2 separate regions of the Macaca mulatta genome follow, and region 2 is linked to region 1. The links are chromatin contacts, called in public Hi-C maps. All regions are on one chromosome and are shown on one strand. Each heading gives the region's core, a stretch centred on a gene start, on an enhancer-like site or on the middle of the called end of the contact. The rest is flanking DNA. Distances are from core to core; before and after follow the strand shown. Region 1 holds the start of KDM6B (lysine demethylase 6B). Region 2 holds the start of PER1 (period circadian regulator 1).

The links. A called contact is a pair of places that touch in the nucleus more often than the background predicts.
Region 2: a Hi-C map of liver shows a contact between it and region 1, with 2.0 times the contacts expected there. The contact joins the promoter of PER1 here to the promoter of KDM6B in region 1. A contact is called at or near these places in 2 of 14 Hi-C or Micro-C datasets (fetal cortex germinal zone and liver).

The regions. Positions count from the first base shown.
Region 1 is chr16:9,336,915-9,340,111 of T2T-MMU8v2.0, reverse strand. KDM6B (lysine demethylase 6B) reads right to left here and starts at 1,813. Exons shown (of 23, transcript XM_077970219.1): 1 at 1,628-1,813. It overlaps DNAH2 (dynein axonemal heavy chain 2), which reads right to left. Exons shown (of 85, transcript XM_077970202.1): 82 at 3,190-3,197; 83 at 3,020-3,094; 84 at 2,733-2,883; 85 at 2,235-2,586. The coding sequence ends at 2,432.
Region 2 is chr16:9,672,239-9,675,550 of T2T-MMU8v2.0, reverse strand. PER1 (period circadian regulator 1) reads left to right here and starts at 1,416. Exons shown (of 23, transcript XR_013406060.1): 1 at 1,416-1,458.

The DNA.
Region 1 (3,197 bases), core at 564-3,063:
GGAGGTGGGGAACAGGTAGTCGACCCTCCCGAGCCAGGTTGGGCATTATGGTCGCGACCCGTGAAACGGTGCAGACCGACCGAGACATGTGGGTCCCCAAGGGCTGAGGAGCGCAGCCTCGGCGGCTTTACACGGACGCCACACAGGGGAGGGGGGCGCCCGGCTCGCCGCGCAGGCGCAAGGGGGTGCTCGGGCGCGTGCGGTGCAGGGCGGGGGGTGGGCGCGAGCGTGTGGGAGTGCACGTGCGGGTCCCGGGCAGCTGCTGCCTCCCAGCCTCCGCCGCTGCCCCTCCCCTCTCCCTTTCCTGTAGCTATCATGCCCCTTCCGCATTGGCTGCTAGGGCCCTGACGTCAGGGCCGACCTCTGGAGCGGATTGGGCGGACGGGAGAGCTCGGGAATCCGGCTCCCAATTCTCGCCCACCAGTTACTCTGGCAACAAGGCAAGCAACCCCGGTGAGGGAAGGGGAGCCGAGGTGAACGCTGCGCCTCGGTCCCTCCCACCTCCGGACAATCGCCGAGTCCCCTTCGGTCGCGGCGCAGCTCGCTGCCTCCCCGCTTTCCTCCCAGGGCTCTTCCTGTCCAGGGAACCAGGCGTCCTGCCCTCGATCTTCCCTACAGTCTTCTGGCCCTCCGCTGTCTCTAACCTCCCCCCTCAGTGTCATAACATAAGCTGCAGCAAACAGGAAACGAATCTACGTCGCTTAGCAACCGCCCCGCATGCTCCCCTCCCCACTATTTACCCCTGCCCGGAGAGGTGGAGATTGAGAGAGTCCCCAGCCTCCTCCCCATCTTCTGCGCTGCGACCTCCTGCCCACAATTTCCTGTGAGGGGGCCCAGATGACAGGAAGTCAAGTGGGGGCCTCAGCCCACCTTTCCCTCGGACCGGGGCGGGGGGCTTCACTACTTTCACGGTCACATCCCCCACCCGCACTCCCAGCTGCCCTGGGTGCGCGTCTCGCCCTCGCCATCTTGTGGCTACGTTGGGAAGGTTCCGCACTGAGAAGCCGTGCGGGGCGCGCGAGGGCTCGGGAACGGCAGAGTGGGAGCAGAACTAGGGATGAGGAGGCTAGCGGGGGGAGACAGAGTGAAGGGGAGGCGCAGTGGGGGGAATGGGATAGAGGCGAAGGCTGCCGCTGGGAGGCTCTCGGGGCCGCTGGTGGGAAGGTCAGGCTGCGGCTTCTACACCTACCCGCGCAGAGAACTGGAGGGAGACTTTAAGTAGCCCTGGGACCGGGACACACCCAAGTCTGACCCATCTGACCTTACTGGGCCATGGCATTGGCCTGTCTGCAAACTCTGCCCTTTAGTCCTGCCCTTCAGTGAGGACCGCCGCGCCCCGCCCCGCCCTGGAGTCGGGAAGGGGAATCCCAGCCCAAGGGGAACGGGGAGTCCTTTCAGGCCCCTCTGGACATCTGGAACCTGCGACATCTGCCTCCCAGTTCTTCCTCCTTCCCCGCCGTACTCTCTTCTAGGGGACCCATAACCTTCGCCCCAGTCTTCTTCCCAGTGCCCTTCCCAAGACCCCAACGTCCATCCCCAGCTCTACCCCTCCAGAGACTCAGGCGTCCTGCCCCGCTGCACGGGGAAGGTTTCCCTCTTTCCAGACGTCCTCGCGGCTCCCCGTTACCTGGTTCTGGGGGGGGGTCCCAGGTGTTCAGGCTCCCCAAGGTATCCCAGGGGGTCGAGCGGCCCCCCCTTCTCCCAGGCCGGGGCTGGGGGGGCCGCTCCGCCCAGTGGCGCAGTTGGATTTTCCAACACAAACACCCGCACCCCCACTCCCCAGCCCCGCCCCCTTCTCGTGGTCCCGCCCCTCCTCGCGCTCAAGTCCCCTTCTCCGGCTCCGCCCCGTCTTCTGCCGGTCCCGCTAGCCTCAGGGCGGGTGCCGACTAGGATGCCGGGTGCGGGGTGGGGGGTTCAGGGTGCAGTGTACGGGGTTCAGCCCTGATCCCTGCCTGACAAATCCCTACCCCATTTGGATCACGCGCCCTTCTAAGGTAAGCCCCGCCCCGCCCACTGATGTCCTGCCCAGAGACTTAAGCCACAGCCTCTTCTGGCGGCTCCGCCCTGCCCATTCGTTCAGAGCCACGCCTCCGTTCCTCTCCAGGCCGCCCCACCTCCCTTATTTCTTTCCTCGTCCAGTAGCACCTCCCCAGTAGCTCTGTCCTCTGTGAGGCTCGGGCTTCCTCCCTCCCCAGACCCTCACCATTGCATTGAGAGACTTAAGGCTTGTTGTCGCGGGTGTTTTACAGCACTGAGCTTCAATACAACTTGCACTTTTATGGCTAACACGGCTAGGTATTTCCAGGGCCACATCACACAAATTCGGCCAAGGTCAAAGTCTGAGTGAGGTCCCGCCTCAGTCCTAGGTGCAACATCTGTCTGAGCTCCTGGAGTCCCCCACCCTCTCTCAAGCGGAGAAGGGGAGGAGGTCTCAGCTGTCCAGGCTCATGAGTAGAGCAGTACCCCTCTTGATCCAATGATCAGATGTCATGGCCCCAGATCGCAGGTCAATGCCGATGACAAAGGAGGCTCGGTCTGAGCTGCCTGCCCGGTTGGGATAGTAATAGCAGGGGCAGGAGTACATGCCTGGGGGAAAGGAGAGGAGGAGTCAGATCCTTGGAGCCTCCGGGAGAGCAGGGCAGGCGCGGGTGTGGGATGGGCTGGAGTAGAGAATGGGTTAGGTTCCAAACTAGGGACTGGGCAGGCAGGTCCTGCCTGGGGAGCTGTCCCACCCTTGGCGCTCTTCTTGCGGCTCTCTGCAGGCCGGAAGTGGATCGTGGGCATGAGGCAGACAAGCTGCATGGGCTCTGCCTCCACCAAGCAGGAGTTCTTCCGGTCCCAGCCAGCACCTTCCAGGTACAGGCCCCGGACCCAGACACCATCCTGGGGAGAAATGGGAGCAGGTCTGGGAGAAGCTAGACTTCAGTTGCCGGCGCCCCTGGCCTACTCCCTCTCTCCTCCCTTCTTGTCCAATTATTTCCCATTTTTGCTCAGAGCATCAAGCACAACTGGCTCCCACCTTAGGGGGATACACTAGGTTGCTGTCATCCACAGTGGAAACGATAAACTCCCAGGAGAGGCTGTCCACTGAAACCTGGGGGTTGAAGGTGAGATTAAGGGAGGACCCCGAAGAGGAGAACACATACATGGCCCCAGCAACATCCCCCTCACACTTTGTATATTGCTCACATTGTTTT
Region 2 (3,312 bases), core at 167-2,666, 340 kb before region 1:
ACATGGTGAAATCTCATCTCTACTAAAAATACAAAAAATTAGGCGTGCTGGCATGCACCTGTAATCCCAGCTACTTGGAAGGCCGAGGCAGGAGAATCGCCACCGCGTCCGGCCTTTTTTCGTTTGTTTGTTATGAGAGTCCCGCTCTGTTATCCAGGCTGGAGTACAGTGGTGCAATCTTGGCTCACTGCAACCTCTGCCTCCTGGGTTTAAGCAATTCTCTTGCCTCAGCCTCCTGAGTAGCTGAGATTACAGCTACCTACCACCATGCCCGGCTAATTTTCGTGGTTTTTTTTTTTTTTTTTTTTTAGTAGAGACAGTTTTACCATGTTGGCCAGGTTGGTCTCGAACTCCTGACCTCAAGTGATCCACCCACCTCAGCCTGCCAAAGTGTTGGGGTTACAGGCGTGAGCCACCGTGATTCTTAGGTACACAATCATTACCCGAATGTCCAACTTGATTGAAGTCTTACTATATGCCAGGCAGTGCTCAGGATTTCGCACTTCCAACTTAAATCCCTTCCAGGTTTAAGAGTTCCCATGGGCCCTAGAAGTTAAAACTTGAATTTGGGTTCAAGTTTTAGCCTTGTTACTGACTAGCGTGTTACAGGCAAACAGATTATGTAACCTCACTGGATCTCAGTCTCATTTGTGAGGCGCAGGGAGTGAGAGCTGGCCTCAGAGTTTGGGAGAAGCGCCTGGCCTGGCCCGCAGAAAACAATCAGGAAGGGGCTCTCTCATCTTCATGGTCACCAACACACTGTGCTGAGATCTGAAGACCGCTTCACCCTAATGCTCTGACCTTCCAGCTTCGGGGAGCCTTGGGGACCCAGGGCTGGAACCCCAGCGCCAGAGGCCCCCTCGTCATGCCCGGGTCTCCGTACAAAGTGAGCCTTATACTGTGCCACCGCTCACGTCTGCGCCTGCGTGCAGGTCACGCTCGCTGCGCCTGCGCAGATTTAGCAGCCGTGGTTAAGAGTGTCGTCAAGGAAAATCCCCAGCCTCTGGGTAAACAAGCTGCCGCGTGAGACCGCCGGCACGTGTACCCTACAGCTCCTAGACCTCTCAGCCTATGAGAAAGCTTGGAGAGCAGGACTGGCACTGACGTCACCAATCTTGGCAGGTCGGGGGTTATTTCCTCAGCCAATAAGAACCTCAGAAGTGTGGAGGGCGTGGCTTCCGGTCAGGCTTCCAATCGCCGTGTTGGGGCGGCCCCTCTCGCACGTGTATCTCTCCCGCCCCCGTCGGCCTGCTGACCAATGAGAAGACGATGGCGGCCGGAGGCGCCAATGGAGGCTGTGCGGGGGCCGACGGCTGCACGCGGCACGGGGCATGGGTCGGCGCCCCTAAGCCAATAAGCGTGGGGGGCGTGGCAGCGCGGCCCGTGGGCGGGTTTGGAGGAGCCAGCGTAATGCTAGAAGTCCTAGAAGAAATTTGGAGTGTGCGTGCGCGCCGAGCGGTGAGTGCCCGGGGATGGGGAAGAGATGCGGGGCGGTCGATGTGGACTTTTCCGGGGTGGTGTGGCCGTTTGGGAAGGTGTTAAATAGAGTGTGTGTGTGGGATCATGCCAATACGTGATAGCTCCGGTGGGAGCTCTGATGGTTGTGGAGAGTAGGGACCACGAACTCAGGTCTAGAGGGACGGGGTGGGAGTTAGTGACATCAGATCCCTCGCCCCCCTAGAGTCCCTGGACACTTGACTGCCCGGGGGGAAGGGCTCGGAAGCCTTCTGCGACCTGAGGGAGCTCCCTTTCAGGTCGGGACTGAAGGAGCCCCTGCTCCCAGGGAGGTACCGGAACGGGACCCTTGAGAGCTGATGGAGAATGTTTTAGTGGCTGCTGTTTGGGTGGTCGCCTTAAACACTTGAAAGAGGCAGAGGTTCGAAGACGGGAGGGATGCCCTGGTAAGGCAAATCGGAGGGTACCAAAGGGTTGGCATGCTGATATGAGAAAGGATGGTGTGATAATTTGTGAGACCCAGAGCCAGTCACATTACGGCTCCGGGTGTCTTTCTCATGTTAAACGGAAGGGTTTAGGCCTCAGAGTCGTCCTTGAGAATAGATGTGGGGTAGCAACTATTGAGTTCTGAGACGAGTGATGGGGTTGGGATTTGTGCAGATTGGCTGTGCACGTCCTTCTGAGCCGCTGGAGGTGGGGAGGCACCAACAAGGTGTTTTGATATCTGTCTGTACAAACAACCAGGCCAGGCGTCTGGTAAAGTTGGCCTGACATAAGGTAGAAAAGTGAGAAAGTGGGCTTCGTAGGAAATCATTGGGGCTGGTAGCTGCTAGGGTGGTCTCAAGCACTTTGTGAGCCTGGGAAAATGGGCTATGATGTTAAGTGTGTGGGGAGTGCAAACAGTGTCTTGGGATCAGGCCTAAGGCAGAGAAAGGGGTTGGATGCAGTCTGTGTTCCTGGCACCAAACTTAGAATTGGCTGGGTATTTGAGAGGCCAGGTTTGCCAGTGCTGGAATGCAGCTTACAGGTTGGTTAACACCTCACAGGTTCCTGAAGGGTAAGAAACCAGAATGACAAGCCATTATTAGAGTTCAGATTTTTGAATCCTGGGCTCCATTTGTTAAGAGCTTGAGACCATGTTATGAGGCACTGGACAAGTTTAGTAACTTCTGTGCCTTAGTTATCCCCCCGAGAATGGGGGTAATAATACCTATCTCACGGGGTTGTTCTGGGGATGAAATAATGTAAAGTGCTTATCATAATGCCTGGGTCATGGTGAGAGATTTATGTGCCTGCTGTGGCTGGGGACTAGTCTCACATTCTCAAGTTTTTCTGCAAGTTTTGATGGCGTCCCATTTCTCTCTTCCTGGCTCTTCTGGTCTTCAGGCAGCAGTCCAAATTCCCTCATTCCTCCCTTCTAGCCCTCTCCCAGGATCCAGGCCCCAGATTGGGCCACTTGCTCTGTCCCAGTTTGATTTTCTCATCCTAGGCCCCTTCTCCTCCCTGTCCTCCCCGCCTCCCGCGCCCACCCCCACTGCCATAATAACAAGAGATTCAGGCTCTGAAGGAGGGCTTCTGGAAGGGAGAAAAAGGTGCGTGTTTTCTCCCAGAGTCTGGGCCTCCAACTTCTCCGCCCTGGGTCTTTGGTACCAGGCCAGCAGATGTGTACAGTTTGGGAGAGAGGAAAAGCCAGAGCTGAGGGAACAAGCTGAGGAGCGGGCAGATGGGAGTCCTGAAAAGAGAGCCAGGCGTGGTGGCGAGGAGGTGTGGGGAGGGGGCCCCCTTCCTCCTAATCCTCTCTCCAGGAATCCCTGGCTTTGGGACAGGACGGCTGTCGTTTGGTTGGGGGAGGCGCCC